Linked DNA regions of Mus musculus: all the other regions are linked to region 4. The links are chromatin contacts, called in public promoter capture Hi-C maps. All regions are on one chromosome and are shown on one strand. The core of a region is the stretch at or near the end of the contact, and the rest is flanking DNA. Distances in the headings are between cores, read along the strand shown. Region 1 holds the start of Fnbp4 (formin binding protein 4). Region 2 holds the start of Acp2 (acid phosphatase 2, lysosomal). Region 3 holds the start of Mtch2 (mitochondrial carrier 2). Region 4 holds the start of Pex16 (peroxisomal biogenesis factor 16).

Region 1 (4,058 bases), core at 310-2,809, 1.6 Mb after region 4:
TTATGTGGCCCAGCCTTAGAAGCACGAATGTGTGTCTGCAGCCATAAATAAACTTTCATGTTACTTAAAAGTTTATACACAGCAAGCCCTCAGGAAAGATTTATTTATTTTTTGTTAATCCATTTTTGTAAGCCAAGAGTGGAACCCAGAGTTTTGCATCTCACCACTGATATGCAACCCCAATCCTAGAAAAGCTTCAACGACTTTTTATGAGAAATAATAAATTAGCAACATTTAACCATCCAACAACCCAGCTGCACACTTTTATCTTTCAACTTAATAAAAGATATTTTAAGGGAAAGGCAAAAACAACAACAAAAATCTCTACCTGTTGCCTTGACGGCTGTCGGTCTGGTGGTCATGACTGGTGTTGGAGGGTTCTGAACAACGTTGGGGACCTCCACCACCACTTCTTGTTCATCTGTATTTGGAATGCACAAAAGGAAGCTGCAGTCAGTCAGTGGGCCAGGGTCCAAAGCTTGACCTTCAGCCTGAATCAACTTATAAAACCAGCGTGTATCACTGATGCAAACTAAGAAGACAAAAAACAAGCTGATCTACCCTTCCATTCATTTAGTGGTAGCGACAGTAAGAACGTGAACACTATGAAAATGGCACCTGCAATACTTAACAATTAACATGCATAAATACTTCTGCACGTTTCCACACGTTATGTACATCCTATTAATCTGATTCTTAATGTTTGATACAGTATAGCTTCTCCGGCATCTACTCCATGCAATTGTTACCCTAAACCCAAACACAATTCCAGAAAAGCCCACACACAGGTTTTGTCACTTTCCCTTAAGTCTGGGGTTACCGATGCTTTGTCTAGCATAAGAAAAAAATATGGGTTTGTTCACTTCTAAAGAGTGGTGTCTCCATTTCAACAAAAACGAAACCAAGCGTGACAAGTAGAGAAGGCCAGGTTCAACCGCCTCAAGGCTCGCACGTGGAAATTGCCCTCCACCTTCTGCGTTATTAAGATCGAAGGGAGTCATCTAGGAGACATTTGGGGTCCCAAGCCTCGGTGGACGGCACAGGTTCCGGGGAGAAACCCCTGCACCGCAAAGGCGCCTCAGATGAGTCCGGGCCCGGCCTTCCGCCTCCCAGAGTCCCCGACCGCCGTCCCGCGGGCCCCAGATCGCTGGCAGCCGAGGTGTACCTCGCCCGCCAGGGTTTCTCTTCTTCACCGGGTCCGAAGAGACACCCGGGAACCTAGGCCGCAAGCCCCGTGCTCGAGTTTCAGACGTCCCAAATAAAAGCAGGGCTCCTCTCGCGCGCCCTTACCTTCTGAAGGCGAGTCCTCTGGGGCAGCGGAGGCAGGCACCGCGGGCGACGTCGCGGCCGCCGCCGTCGCTGCTGCCGGCGCTGACTGGCTTGTCGCCGCCGCAGTCGAATCTGCCTCGGGATCCGGATCGGGGTCGGGATCCCGGCCCGGGGTGCTGCTCCGAGGACCCGGTGGAGAGAGCTGCAGGATAGGCCTGCGGCCGGGTACCGCCCGGGACTTCTTCCCCATCATGAGCCGGAGCGCGAGCAGCGAACGACGGCAGATTAGTGGGGCGGGCGCACAGCGCCCCGGTGCGTAATCAATATTCATGAACCGTGGCACCGCCTCCCGAGGAGATCCGCTTTTAACCGGCGCGGTGCACTTGCGCATGCGGCCTGCGCCCCGGTGCTTTTACGCACGTTCCGCTCCATCCATGGTGGGTGGGCTTTGTTCAGGGAAAAGGCGATTGGCTGTTTTGACTTGAGACGGACTCGGTAGCCAATAGCAAAGGGAAAAGACAGGACTTCGCGCCAATAGTGCGGAAGGGCCCGCGGTGTGTGCGACTTCCTTAGACTGGGGTTGCACCATGCGCTGTTAGCCAAGTCTTTTCTTTAGGGCTTTGTCCGCCATCTTGTAGCTATTTTCAGCTGCTTATTGCTGTTTGTCTTTGAGGAAGATAAAGATACATTGCACCCTTCTGCAAGTTCTCTTGGTTATTGTAGCTTCTTTGGGGTATAGTATTAAACAATGATGATGCTGGGTGTTTATACATCGGTAGGCTTTTTCTGTTTTGTTTTGGTTTTGTTTTTGATTTTCGAGACAGGGTTTCTCTGTGTAGCCCTGGTTGTCCTGGAACTCACTTTGTAGACCAGGCTGGCCTGGAACTCAGAAATCCGCCTGCCTCTGCTTCCCAAGTGATGGGTTTACGGTAGGCTCTCTCCCCACTTTCTTGCTCCAGCCCCGCTCGCCCCAACCCAAAGGTTTATTTATTTATTAAATGTAAGTAAACTGTAGCTGTGATACACAAGAGGGTATCAGATCTCATTACAGATGGTTGTGAGCCACCATGTAGTTGCTCGGATTTGAACTCAGGACCTTTGGAAGAGCAGTCAGTGCTCTTAACCGCTGAGCCATTTCTCCAGCCCCAGTAGGCTCTTTAAAACGAAATACGACGTGATTAGTAGGGAAAATGACTGGACCTTGGAAACAGTCAAACTGTTCATATGGGATACCGAAGCCTTACCTCATCCTACTTCTGTAAACACTACTTTTTTGCCCTACCTCCAACTCCTCCACCTTGAGGCTGAGCTCTTTACATTTTGAGTCTTCCTTGTTCCCCATTCCTAGAGTCAGGTGACATCCTGAGTCATTAATGTTCTCCCCAGAGATAGTTACCACGCAAGATAATGCTGATTTTCTCCAGGACCCACTCCTTCCACCCATCCCTGATTGCTTCTAGACTAATGACAGCAGGCCAGAAGATGAGAAATAATGCCTAAAGATGGTGCACTGTACTCCTGGAGAGCTACTGAAGTGTTCTAATAACACTGGAAGTAGTTGTCATGGTTCATGTCTATAATTTCAGTGGAGACAGAGGTAGGAAGATTTCAAGTGAGTCTAGCCAGGTATGCATATTACCAGAGCTTACAAAGTGAGATCTTGTCTCAAAGATAACAATAATAACAATAAATTAATAAAATAATAATAATACAAGGAGAAATCTGGGGAAGATGTATGAGAATGGATGTTAAAGAGGGAGTATAAGAGGCAGGAGGATTTCTGAGTTCGAGGCCAACCTGGTCTATAGAGTGAGTTCTAGGACAGTCAGGGCTACACAGAGAAACCCTGTCTCGAAAAACCAAAAAAACAAAAAACAAAAAAGAAACCCTGTCTCAAAAAACAAACAACAAGCCAGGCAGTGGTGGCACATGCCTTTATTCCCAGCACTTGGGAGGCAGAGGCAGGCGGATTTCTGAGTTCCAGGACAGCCTGGTCTACAAAGTGAATTCCAGGACAGCCAGGGCTATACAGAGAAACCCTGTCTCGAGGAGAAAAAAAAAAAAAAGAGCAAGAATAATAGGCCAGGCAAGTGGATCTCCGAGTTCCACTAGAGTTAGGGCTACATAGTGAGACCCAGTCTCAAAACAAAAATATCTGGGGTTAGAGAGATTGCTCTGAGGACCTTCAGTTCCCAGTACCCACATGGTGATTCACAACTGTAACTCCTGTGCCAGGAGATCTGTAGCCCTGTTCGGGCCTCTGGCACCAACTATGCTTATGGTGTACATACATATGTGCATTTGAAAGATGTACACACAAAATAAAAATAAGTAAAACCTATGTACACTGGGAGAGTTGAGAAACCATACCGTCATCAGAATTTTGCAAAATACACTAGATTTTCAAAACCCCGGCATCACTGAAGAGCTCCTTCTTTGTAGGCCAGACATCACAGGAGAGATACAGCAGCTTACTTGGAAAGCTAAAAAAGAAAAAAATGGATCCTGGGATGGCAGGGGCTAAATGGGCATGGATACAGATTTTGTAGTAGCACAGAATACACTCAGTAGACTGAGTCCGGGAGGCTTATGGCATTCACCATAGATCTACATGAATCATGGTATTCCCGCAGGTGTAATAGGAAGCCTACAAAATTTTTGATCTGTATAAGTAGATGTTTTCAGGTCAATAAAAGTAACTTGAGTCATGTGAACAGAGAATCGTGGCCCCTCCATCAATACTTAGACCTTTGTCCTTTCTGAAGATGGCCTTTGATTCAACTTCCCAT
Region 2 (4,452 bases), core at 544-3,043, 1.2 Mb after region 4:
GCTCTAATATAAGCTCTATTATAGAGATCATAACTCTATGGTATACCATCATAGGAAAAACATTACCACAGTGCTTGGCCCTCAGGTGACAATAAATGTCTTGGACAAAATGCCTATTTATTGTTTCAGAGTCAGAAAGTACTTTATCAGACCCTTCCTCATGTCTAAGTTGGACCCCTGGTCAGTTTTGTCTTTTCCCAGACAAGCAGAGACACTTCAGACTCCAGAGCCGTATTCTAGACAGCTCTTAGATGTCTTGTCCAGGGACCAAAAGTTCAAGAGGGAACCTTGACTGCCCAGGCTCATCCTTAGATTCTCTGCAGTCAGAATATAATCCAAAGATCCCAGTCCTTTTGCCAATCAAACTCCCAACCTTACCTCTTGCCTGTGGTAAGAGGTGTTCAGAAAGCCATGGTAGCGTTGCCGCAGGGCCTGGCCCAGCTCCCAGTGCTGTAGCATCCCTTCCTGTGGGCAAACCTGAGAGTTAAAGTCCAAAGAGGAGCTGGGCATGGTGGCCTTTAATCCCAGCAGTCACTCTCTGAGTTCAAGGCCAGCCTGGTCTACAAAGTGAGTCCAGAACAGCCAGGGCTCTGTTACACAAGGAAACCCTGTCTTAAACCTCCCCCAAATCCCCAACCCCTGGGGAAAAAAAAAAAAAAAGTCCAAAGAGAGGGGATTAGCCACAAGTCCTATGTATGGCATTTAGGCATTCTTCCCTTGGCAAGAGGTGAATTTGATTCCAGAAGTGGCCAGTTGTAATGATACTGTCCCCTGCACAGAGTTGTTAAGAAATCTGGTCATAGCCAGAGATGTAGCTCACTGTGCTTAGCATAGACAAGGTTCTGGGTTTAATTTCCAAAACCACAAAAACAAAACAACAAAATAGACATCTGGTCCATCAGAACCCATGTGGGAAGCTAGTAGTTTAAGGAGCCCCAGTTTCTGTGCTCCAGATGTGATTCATTCCGTAGCATATCCCGAGACCTTGCAGGTTGGCTTTTGACCCACCTTGGTTAGCTGACCAAATCCCTGGGGCCATTTCTCTTCCTGATAGGGGTCCTTGGGATATGTCTTCACTGGTGACCGATCTCCATGTCGATACAGCTGAGCAAAGAAAATGGTGTGTCTATAGAATCAGAAGGGTCTTCTAGTTAAGGACAGGACCCACCTCTGCACATGCCAGGAAAGGAAATTTCACTCCATCTTTCTCTACTGAGCGATGAAAAAAGACCCCAGTTCGGGCGATGCAATGTAACCTGAGATAATAGGTAAAGCCCCAAAGCACAGGTAGAAGAGTAGTGAAAGCAACGCCTTCTGGGGGAGGAAGTGGGCAATGGGACTGGGAAAACAAAGATCAAAGTCGTCTTTATGGGTGACTTTCAACCTTTTAACTAAATTCCCATCCTAGGGAAGAATATCTCCTACTCGGTCGTCCTGCCCTAAAAAAAAAAAAAAAAAAAATAGCCTAGGGCTCCAAATCAATTCTTAATCCAGCCGCACAACCCACTATGGGCCAGCGGTTTCCTAAACCGGTTCTTTCTCCTCCTTGAGAAGTGAGACCCCGGCCCCAGAACACAAGCTCTGCCCCTCCCTCTACCAGCCGGCCTTTGCCCTTTCAGCTTTGGCGAACCCGTTGGTGACTCCGTCACCCATTACCAAGGTAACAAAGCGTAGACTCCGGGCCTGTATGGGTGGCATCACCGTTAGGCACATGCCAAGAAGGAACTGGAGAAGAGCCGCCTGGCTCCAACCAGTCTGTCTGCCGGCCATCACTGTTGTAGGCTGTGTAGCAAGAGGCCGGAACGCCTTGGGCGGTACCTGCTGCAGCCGCCCGGATGCATTCGTAAGGACACTTGCCGGAAGTGCAGCCTTCGCCATCTTTCTTTGGGTTGCGGGAGACCGGGAATGAGAAAGTCTGGTGGGAGAAGGCGGAATTTGGGAGGGAATGCAAATGGAGAAGGTTTGCGATTGGCGGTGATGAACGAGGGTGGGACTGTTGCGCGACCTTCCGGGCAGAAAAGGCTTAAACACCTCGCTTTTGTAGAGGCGCTAGGTCAGGCTTACCCCTTCTTCTACAAAGCTGGTGCTTGCCCTGGTTGGGGTCTGGGCCTGGAGAGCGAGTGCCTGCTTTGAGGAATGCTTCTGAAAATGATCCCAGAGCCTCGGCTGGTGCAAAACTGGGGCAAGGTGTGGGGAAGTACAGAGCCTAACTTTCTGCTCTTGGGTGTGTAGTTTAGTGTAAGCCTTGGCTTAGACACTGTTCCGATAAGCGGGCTTGTTTGAGATGTAGGGTACTGCATGTAACCAGCCCTTTGGACTCCCTGTGTCCTTGAGGTAGATCCAGTCTAGTCTGCCATTCATGTCCTGAACAAACCTTCGTACTCCCCAGTTTTTTTCAGCTCTTTTCTTGTGCTTACCGATTTCTAAATTAAATTAGACTCAAACGTCATGTTTGAGGAGGAGTTGGATTGCATAGGATGTTCCGATTTCCCAAACCCACTACATTGAATTCTTATGGGAGGAATCTCAGAAAACTACATCAGTTTTGATGCAGGCATATAACTGGAATTGCCACAGAATCAGAGTTCCTCCAGACATTAGCCTTTAGGATTTGGAGGCAGGCAGCCAGTTGGGTGTCTGGATGTTGTGATTCCAAACCTTAGAGTGACACACAGTTGCAGATGAGATCTTGGGCCCTTGATATGCTTTAATGCAAATCTGATCAGAATTGATACTGTCCCAGGACTCCAAATAAAATTATGTACCTTACTGCCTAAACTTTACTTTCGATGTCACCTTGAGAAAGACTTGGGGAGAATAAGAAGGCTTCAAAACTAAATAGTTTTAAACTTAAAAACAAACAAATCTATGTGGTGCATGCCTTTACTTCCAGCACTTGGAGAGGGGGGTAGATGTCTGAGTTGTATGTAGGCCAGCCTGGTCTATAGAGCAAGTTCCAGGACAGCCAGCGATACATGGAGAAATACTGTCTGGAAAAAACAATGATGAAACAAAATATTTTCTATGTATGGGTGTTTTGCTTGCATGTATATCTGTGAACCATGTATATACAGTGTCCTTGGAGGCAAAAAGGCAGCATAGGATCCCCTGTAGACTTTAAGCAGCTGTGTGGGTGCTGGGAATAGAACCTGAGCCCTCCTCTGAAGGAGTTGCCAATACTTCTAGCTGCTTAGCCTGCAGCCTCAGTTCTTTTTTTTTTTTTCTTTCTTTTAGATTTACTTATTATTATAAGTACACTGTAGCTGTCTTCAGACACACCAGAAGAGGGCGTCAGATCTCATTATGGGTGGTTGTGAGCCACCATGTGATTGCTGGGATTTGAACTCAAGACCTTCGGAAGAGCAGTCAGTGCTCTTACCCACTGAGCCATTTCACCAGCCCCTCAGCCTCAGTTCTTAATTTTCTTTTCTCTTTTCTCTCTTATTATTTTGATTTTTGAGACAGGGTTGCTCTGTGTAGCTCTGGCTGTCTTGGAACTCTGTGGACCAGGCTGGGTGTTGGGATTAAAGGCATGCACCACCTTGCCTGGCTATTTCTTAACTGTTTAAATCACAGGTTTCCTATAAATCACATGAAAAATTAGCCCTCTCTCCAAAAAAAATGTGTCTACACATGAACACAGAATATAGTTTTGCATATAATGTCAAGTGATTCACAAAGATCCTCCATCAACTTATAAGGTTAGGAAACCAACCCAGAGAAAAGTAGTTTGCCTAAGCGTATACAGTTTAGAGAGTGGATTGAAATTCATTTGCTTATTTTTGTTGTTGTTTGTCTTTTGAAACAGGGTCTTATATAGCCCAGGCTGGCCTCCCACTTCTGATCCTCTTATTACCACGTGCTGAGCTCTGGAATTACAAGTGCGTTCTGCCCAACTCAGCAGTTTTCTTCTCAACCTCCCTCTCTTCTTTCAGACAGGATTAGGGTTTTGCTGTGTAGCCAAGGCTAGCTTTGAACTTATTACTGCCTCACTTCTGAAATGTACAAAGTATATATTACCACACCTAGTTTGAAATTGAAATTTTCTGATTTTGGGTTAATATATAATCTGTTGTTTATTTTTTTTAAATATCTATTTATTTGTGCGTGGCATGTATAGAGGTCAGACAGCAACTCTCAGTGGTCCATGCTCTCCTTCCACAATGTGGGTCCCAAAGTTTAAACTCAGGTGGTCCAGCATGATAGATAGCACATGCCCTTACCTGCTGAGCCATCTCACCAGCCCCACATCCCAACCCTTTTTAAAATATAAAATGTGCTGGTGCATGCCTTCAATTCCAGTACTTAGGAGGCAGAGGCAGGTGGATCTCTGAGGTTGGGGCTAGCCTGGCATAGAGAGTTCTAGGACAGCCAGAGCAACAGAGAGAAACCCTGTCTCCAAATAAAATAAAAATAAATAAATAAATAAATAAATAAATAAATAAAGAATGC
Region 3 (4,150 bases), core at 876-3,375, 1.5 Mb after region 4:
GTTTGTTTGATGCTGAAATGGACCCAATGTCCATCCTTATGCTCAGTGCCAGCAAGCTACCTCCTCAGCCCCATAATTTTTACAAATAAAAATGCAGTTTAGTTTTTTTAAGTCATTGATGAAGTATCATCCTTATCAGCCTTTTGTTCTGCTGGATAGATTAAGACTGGGTTCAATAAACTCCAACTTTCCCTTTGAGTTGAGTCTATAGAGTAAACCATGTGACTAGATTATTAAACTGAAAACAGAACAAGGAAACAAACCATTGTGTCAGGAAAGCCTAGTTTACCGATAAAGCTGACATATTTTTTACAATATTTTTCATATTTGAACAAAATAAAATATTCACTGAGCCATCGTCAAATGCCTACCTACATGGATAACTAGACAACAAAGGCAAATGCATACAGCTGGGTAATTCACTTACAAAAATAATTACAACTTAGGTCCACGTTAAATGTACAGACTCATTAGCAATATACAGAGCCATAAAAATTAATGATTGCCATTTTATTTGTACAATATATTCAGTGATTATAGTGCCAAAGGGATACTTGAGATTAAAAAAAAAAATACAGGGCAGTTTGGGCTCTACTGTTGCAATTCTTCCTTCTGAGTTAAAACCCCCTCTCTGAACTCACTGAAAGTGCAGCTTTAAAGTAGTATTTGGGAATTTCATCAACCTCCTGAGATACTTGGCAACGCACGAGGTATTGTGAAATCAGAATTTAGGATATTGGATTGTTGAGGCAAAAACACTGAATGTCACTAAAATCACTGTTCTTTGAGAACTATTGAGTAGTGAGTTCATACGTGTACTGCGAAATACTGTCAATTCTGTTCTAGACACAGATTTCACTCTGCGCTTCAACATCTACACTTATATTAGTCAACTTAGCAACAATTTGTATGAAGAACAATTTAAAAATGAAGTCCATTCTAGAGTCTTGCTTTTTTTTTTTTCTCTTTTCAGAATGGTAAACATTGAGGACAGGGATTCTAAAGCCTGCTTCCTTCCAGGACACACAATGCATGAGGTATGGCAATCCTCAATAAATGCTTAAAAATGGCCCTGATCAGCACAGGGAAAGTTAGAAGAGCAATTGAAAATACTATCACCAGCTAAAAGTAGGCCTCCTTACCCATGAATATAAATGACCACTTTAGAAATATTTTATAGCAGATTGGCAAGGGAGGCAAGAGAGACATCCGGGGTTTGATGTTACATTTAAACTCGCTAAAGTGTTTAAACAGAACTGATTTCCAGCTCTAACCAACGTGATTTTCATTGTCATGAACCACATGGGTTACTGTGAAAGCGCTCAATGGATCCTCAGGAAATCTGATTTCATTATCACTTCTCAATGCGCTCCTTGTGTATATCCGGGTATCTGGTGTTAAAATCTCTGAACGGGAATAGAAGTAGAAACAGCAAATAGAAAAACCGAGTAAGAACAATAAGATGTTGGCTTTCCTAGAATTTTAAATTTGCCCATAGATGAGTTATTTCACGTCTCGAGTTTGAGATATTTCGCTGAGGAGGAGTGAACGAGGTGAGGTGAACGCCAGTATCAGAGGGGCGACAAGAAAAGGGTTGGGAAGCCCTCGGTGGCAACCGGCCAGGATCAGGGAAAGGAAAAACAAAGTTGAGAAGAGTCACCGGCCAGGGAAGGCAAGGGTGGCAGTTGGCTGCAGAAAGGGAGCCGGCCTGCCCGGGGCGAGCCTCGGGATGTCTCCGAGAGGGGCGCGAGGCCGTGGAAGTTGTTCCTGAGGGGAGAGAAGGGCAGCATCTCGAGAGGGTGAAGGCCTGGGACGCAGAGCCAACCCAAAGGCGCAGAGGGCGGTGGCGACCTGACAGGACGCGGGCGGGGAAGGAAAGGGCGACGACTCATACCTGGATGAGCACTTTCACGTACATGAGCGGCTGGGACAGGATGGTGAGACCGGAGCCCAGGAGCACCTGACTGGCCGCGTCCGCCATGATGGCACCCGCGGACGGACGGACAGACGGAGTCACCAAGCGACACAGCCGGTTCCAGATCACGTGTCGGGGGCGCCGGCTTCACTGGCCCGCCCGCGGCGCGCCGCCCGCTTAGGCTCCGCCCACCGGCCCGCCCAAAGAAACGGCAGGCGCTCGCGAGGGGCCGCCTGGGGCGGGGCTTGTGGGAGGGACGCGCATGCGTCTGGGCGTGGGCTCCTCGCGCCTCTAGGAAAGGCGATTTCTCTTGCGCCTGCGCAAGCCGGAAGTGTCCGGAAGGAGTAGGGAGGGAATGGTAATGATGGGGTGGTGGTGGGGTGACCCTGACGGCAAAGGCAAGGTCAGCGGACTAACAACTGGAAGAACTGAGTTATACTCCTATCCTCTTTCAGGCTTTGACGACGTAAAGTTTGATGGTTGTTTTCCGTTAGAGTTGTCATGTCTAATGAACAACAGATCCTGTCTGGCTTAACAGTGAATTCTGCAGGTCCCTGATTTTGCGTTTACCATTAGCTCAGTGGTAGAGCACTTCCCGACATCCTTGCTTTCAGTCCTCAGTACTGGAAAGAAAAAGCAACTACAACAAAATGTGCCCCCTCGGGGTCAGATGTGGCGGCACAGACCCTTAATCCAGCACTTGGGAGGCAGAGGAATGTGGATATGTGAGTTCAAGGCTAATCTGGTTTACAAACTGGATACCCGGTAAACCAGGGTTACATGGTGACATACTGACCAAAAAAAAAAATTTTTTTTTCATGTCTTCTCTGACTACTCGAAATCCATTTTATCCGTATTTCCTACCCGTTGCCTTGTGACACCTGTCACTGGGAAATTGTCTTTGACAGTTGAGAGTGTCAACTCTGGGTTCAGGAACCGAGATGGCCTTTGTACACTATTTTCCCCCAGTGCCTGGCATGTACCAGTGCTCAAGATTTATTAAAGCTCAGTGCCAATCGGGCTACCCAGGCTGTTAGAGGCAAAATGAAGAAAAGGCATTGCTCCAGCTCTGGCCCCTTTGTTCTGTAGCAGACACCACTTAGTGCAAGCACTTAGTGTGTACTGCTGAGAATGAACAAGGAACCGAGTTTGGAATCTGGCTTTCCTTTTGGATCCATGTGTCACTTTCCTTTTTAAATTTTTTAGTGTTTGTATCTAAATATAAGGACAATGCAACTAACTCAGTGTATTTTTATGAACATTAAGTGAAACTGTATATATGGAGTTTTTGAGAAATTGGCTGAAATACAGAAGTTAGTCCTAATATGGCCTTCTATTCAGCCCAGAACTAGCTGATATTGGGAGGCAGTTTGTAGGTCAGGCACACGGGCTTTGAAGTCCAATGGGCCTCATCCAAAGTCTACCTCTGCCAGTTACAGTGTGACCTTATATAGGTCATCCCAACTCTTCAAAACTTTTAAGCAAATAAGTATAATAATATCCACTTCAAAACATTATCTCAAAGCAATATGGACCTAGCCTGGCATACACAACAAAAATGCAATAGTAAATGGTAGCTTTTTATTCTAAAAAAATTACATGTTGCTCTTAATTAAACACAGTTCTCAACATGACTTAGAAACAGCAAGACCATTAAGAAGGGTATTTGTGCATGGGTGGTGAAGGAAAAAAAATTCTATTTGCCTGTGAGCAATGAGAGGCTCAGAATGTCGCGGGGCTGAAGGGTTGGGCACCTGAGGATGTCCCACCACATTCCTAATGGTTCATGGCAAAAGCTACCCATGACGTTATGGGACAGAGAACTGGAGTCGGAATTATAAGTAAAGGAAGAGCACAGTTCAAACGGGCCATTTGTAAAGATGTGATATGAATGACAATCCCTGATAAGAGTTCAGTGTGGTGACCCTAGAATGGGTTACTTAGTAACTTATATTCAAGCTAGGAGGATAAGAAAAGTCAAAGGTGGGGAGGGAGGGAGAGAGAACAGCACCTTGGCATAGGCCAGCTTTGGGAAAAGAAAAGAGGGGATGGTAAGTAATGTGAAAACTTCCCAGAGGCAGAAAACAGAGCCCAGAAAAGAGAGGGGCTTACCAGCTAAACCACTCCCAGGCTGGGATAGTCTTACCTGGAAGAGGTCCACGTTTCATTTCTCAGTTTTAAAAAAAGATACACTGTAGCTGTACAGATGTTTGTGAGCCTTCATGTGGTTGTTGG
Region 4 (4,085 bases), core at 1,312-3,811:
CAGCTTACCCAAGGGCTGTGCCTGAGTTTCCCTGTCCAGTGGAACAATGGGGGGTGATGTCTGAATGCCAGCCTTGAACCAGATCAACAGGAGCATGCGCAGGACGGCCCTGGGGTGGGGATTATGGCAGTTAGGGGAAAGCGGTTAGAAAGCAGGTAGCAAGGCTGCTCTGCTGAGCACCTCATTGCTGGACTGGGTCACCCCACCTCAGTCCTGCCCTCCACAACCCAACCTACTTGGCCAACTGGATGAGAGCAATGACGAGCCAACGGCCTACTTCGCCCCACACCTTGGCAGCCCCCATCTCCATGAACACCTCCACACACTCCAGTACACTCAGCCATGTCAGCAACTTCTGCTGGGACAGCGACTGCAAGAAGCCCAGAGGTCAGGGAGCTTCTCTACCCCAAGTGCTGTCTTAGAAAAAGCAGGCTGCTCCAGCAGGTGGGGGCCTCCTCCTTTCTAAGCCTAACACCTCAGTTCAATACCAAATCCATTGCTACCAGGCTGGCTGGCCTGGGACAGGCCTTTCTAGCTCTCTAAGACTTCATGCATGAGGGCTGGAGAGACGCTCTTCTACAGGTCCTGAGTTCAATTCCCAGCAACCATATGGTAGCTCACAACCAGCTGTAATGGAATCGGATGCCCCCTTCTGGTGTGTGTCTGAAGACAGCTAAAGTGTACTCATATATGCAAAATAAATAAACCTTAAAAAAAAAAAAAGACATCTGTAGGATTTAGTTTGTTTTTTGGAGACAGGGTTTCTGTGCGTAGCCCTGACTGCCCTGGAACTCACTCTGTAGAACAGGGTGGCCTTGAACTCGAAAATCCGCCTGCCTCTGCCTCCCAAGTGCTGGGATTAAAGGCGTGCACCACCATTGCCCAGCCTTGTTTTTTGTTTGTTTGTTTGTTTTATTTTGTTTTTTAAAAGAAAAGAAAAGAAACTTCATGCATGAGACTACCAACAATTGATCTGCGGCTCATGTGGGCATGCCTCACTCTCTGAGACAACGACATGTACCACACGTGCTGGTCATTACTGTTTTCCTCCCAAGTCCCTGAGCTTCCCACCCCCAGCTCCTGGCAAAGTTCTCACCACAGGCAACTTTTTTCGAAGCTCCTTCCTCAGGATCCCGTCATTGAGCAGCACCAGCAGGTTCGAGGCAGAGTACACTGAGAAGCAGATTGTGGTCTTGAGAGGCCGGCCCTGCTGTGGCCTTCACCCCTCTCACCCTTACCCCAGAGCCCTACCGATCACAGCTACCCACAGACTGTGTGGAAACCAACAAGCCTCTCCGCCCACTACCTCAGAGCCCCATTCTCTCCATGATGACATCTGAGCCAGTAAGAAATGAGCTGATTGGAGTGACAAGCCAGCCCTTGCTCTGCTGGACAGCACTGGTTACTGAGCTGCTCAAAACTGCCTGTCATGTTCCAAACAGCCAAATGTGTGGTCCCACCAACTCATCTTTGCTCTCTTCAGATGGTCCCCCCTGAAGGACTACATCACACCTACCTTTCAAAATCCCCCTCATCCTTTCATGATCTTCACTACCCCCACTAAGCAAACAGAGCCCTTACAGCAGGGAGGTGGGGGCACTTGAACACTGGTCCTGACATCAAGGACTTTTCTGAACTTGTATTCCTTCAGCTAGACAGAACAACAGTGCCCTTCTCATACTCATAGGTCTGATGAACTAGCAAGGTCAGGAAAGTTGCTTAATCCTAAGCAAAACCAGGAGTGAGAAGCCAGTCAGAGCCCTCACAGGTCGCCCAACTCTGGGGACACCAACTGTCTTGGGCGATGGACAGCTGATCTAGAGGGAAGCTCAGGACCTTCAATCAAGGTTCCGCTGGAAGCCTTCTCCCTCCCCAGCCCAGAGTCCAACTTACCCAGTTCAGACAGCTCGTGTGAATCGGAGAAGCGACCTAGGGAAGAAGGTATAGAAGGCGTTGGTGAGCGTCTGTTTTACCCTGCGGCTTTGGGTTCTCTAGTTTCCTCTACGCCACAGGAACCCAGACAGAACTGAAGCACCGCGACCACTACCCTGGGTCAGCAGGCAAAGAGCCATAGGGTTCCTGGGTCAGAGTCCCCAAGAAATGGGTCAAAGGTCAGTGTGGCACCTGCCAGCAGGTAACTGAGGCCCCGCACAGCCGTCTCCAACTGGGCCGTGGCGGCTGGATGACGAGTCACATACTCCTGGTAGCGGAGGCTCAGGAGCCGTAGCTTCTCCATCCTGCTCTGGCCACTGACAGTCCCACCGGCCGACAGCAAGGCTGGCAGCGGCGCCCTGCGTCCTGAGCCCTCCTTCCTGCTTCCGGCCCTAAGCCCGCCTCCCGGTTGCTCAACTTCCGCAGCCCAGGAGGACTTAGACCCGCGGAGCCCCTGAACGCCCCTTCACCCCATCTCTAGCGCCTCCTCCCCGAGACCGGGAGCTCCCACCCTCCCTCCTTCCAGCCATTGGCTCCTTCTCTCTCCGCCCTGAAGCTCTCTAGAGCTTCTGGCACCCGATCTGCAGCCTCCTTGGTTGGCTGTCTTGGCGCCTGCGTAGTTACAACTTGCGGGCAGGCTGAACAGTTCATACTAGAGAAGGTACTAAGGAGCCTCAGACTTTCTCAGAAGATCGCCGAGAGCTCGAACGGGAGGGTCGGGAAGCAAAGAGTTTGGGATTTAAGGCACAGGGAACCTTGAAATTGTCGTAAATAGGTCTCAGCAGCCGCCAGTCTCGAGTTTTTCACAAAAGCCAGTGCCGGGTTTTTGCTGGGGCAAGCCTAACCAGCAGATTTAGAACAGTGGCTTCGGCTCCAGTTTCTTCAGAACACATGGACCCCCAAAACCCGTACCCGATGACTCCCTCCTTGGAGAATACCCTGGCCTATCCCTCTGCTCTCCGTTTAGGGACGACCCTGCGCATTAGCTTCCCCGATCTGCACCTCGGGTTTCCTCATCTACAAAATTATTTGGGCCCGACTTGGACCTTGAACTCGGAATGAATCCCAGCGTTTTCCGGCCCTTGGATGCACTTCCAGGTTCTAAGCTGGCCTCCAAGAGTTGGTGGAAACTCCTATGGCTCCATTCATGAACTGAGCTGCAATGCTGTCAAGGTGCTGCAGAAGTGGAGGGAGGGAACCGTTCCTGGGAGGCAGTTGATTGGCTGTGGGAAGAGGGGGCTTGGCAAATCTGCGCCATTGCGGACTCCGCCCGCGAATTTATGGTATATAAAGAATTGTAATACATTTAATACCCTACCAGATATTATCTTTAGACAAGGACAGAATATGCCGTTACGCCCATCCACTATATTACGTGCATGTACGAAAATGTCATAATGAAGCTCATTATTTTAGTTTGCATGTTTTGAGACAGGATCTCACTGTGAACCCCTGGCTGGCCTCAAATGCATAGAGATCTGCCTACGTCTGCCTCCCAAGTGCCGGGATTAAAGGCATGTGCCAGCACAAGAGACAAAGCACATTGTTTTGTACAATTAATAAAACACTAATAAAAATTCTCATTAGAGAGCTGGAAAGATGGATTCAGGAGTTAAGAAATGCTCGTTTAACCGGGCAGTGGTGGCACACACCTTAATCCCAGCACTTCGGAGGCGGAGGCGGAAGCAGAGGCAGGCAGATTTCTGAGTTCGAGGCCAGCCTGGTCTACAAAGTGAGTTCCAGGACAACCAGAGGTACACAGAGAAACCCTGTCTCGAAAAACCAATAGCCTGAGCCAGAACCAGGCGGTTTAAGCAGCACACTCACCAGGAATTTAAGGCACAGGGAATGAAGTGTCCCAACATGCCACCACTTCCTTCCCTTTCTTTGATCCATGTGGAGCCAGGCTCCCATTGTTGCCAACCACTCGTGCCAGCAAAGATTCAAGGAAAGGTGCGGTGAGCCTCAGAAGAGTCTGGTATGGGAACTGTGGAAGTCGTTTTTCACCCTGTCCTGAGGCCTCACGTGCTCCTCACCCTACTGGCAATTGTGATGGCTCGATCTTCGTTGATGGCTTGGTGGGTTTGGAATCGCTGTAGCAACAAAGCTCCGAGTTTATGGCAACACATCCATGGTTGTATTCCCAGAAACAC

The links. Capture Hi-C pulls out chosen DNA fragments and counts their contacts.
Region 1: a promoter capture Hi-C map of adipose tissue shows a contact between it and region 4, with 3 times the contacts expected there. The contact joins the promoter of Fnbp4 here to the promoter of Pex16 in region 4. A contact is called at or near these places in 1 of 39 promoter capture datasets (liver) and 2 of 9 other capture datasets (adipose tissue and liver).
Region 2: a promoter capture Hi-C map of liver shows a contact between it and region 4, with 2.5 times the contacts expected there. The contact joins the promoter of Acp2 here to the promoter of Pex16 in region 4. A contact is called at or near these places in 1 of 39 promoter capture datasets (liver) and 2 of 9 other capture datasets (adipose tissue and liver).
Region 3: a contact with region 4 is called in a promoter capture Hi-C map of liver, with 2.4 times the contacts expected there. The contact joins the promoter of Mtch2 here to the promoter of Pex16 in region 4. A contact is called at or near these places in 4 of 39 promoter capture datasets (liver, neutrophils and pre-B cells), 1 of 484 Hi-C or Micro-C datasets (CD8 T cells) and 2 of 9 other capture datasets (adipose tissue and liver).

Annotation. Positions count from the first base shown.
Region 1 is chr2:90,743,059-90,747,116 of GRCm38.p6, reverse strand. It overlaps Fnbp4 (formin binding protein 4), which reads right to left and starts at 1,559. Exons shown (of 17, transcript NM_018828.3): 1 at 1,291-1,559; 2 at 329-421. The coding sequence starts at 1,519.
Region 2 is chr2:91,200,253-91,204,704 of GRCm38.p6, reverse strand. Acp2 (acid phosphatase 2, lysosomal) reads right to left here and starts at 1,793. Exons shown (of 11, transcript NM_007387.2): 1 at 1,657-1,793; 2 at 1,009-1,104; 3 at 379-465. The coding sequence starts at 1,770. Gm23390 (a small nuclear RNA gene) reads right to left here; the gene lies at 4,438-4,452. It also overlaps a transcript of Nr1h3 not described here.
Region 3 is chr2:90,845,130-90,849,279 of GRCm38.p6, reverse strand. Mtch2 (mitochondrial carrier 2) reads right to left here and starts at 2,125. Exons shown (of 13, transcript NM_019758.3): 1 at 1,895-2,125. The coding sequence starts at 1,981.
Region 4 is chr2:92,373,715-92,377,799 of GRCm38.p6, reverse strand. Pex16 (peroxisomal biogenesis factor 16) reads right to left here and starts at 2,561. Exons shown (of 11, transcript NM_145122.2): 1 at 2,125-2,561; 2 at 1,894-1,929; 3 at 1,097-1,173; 4 at 237-370; 5 at 9-109. The coding sequence starts at 2,236.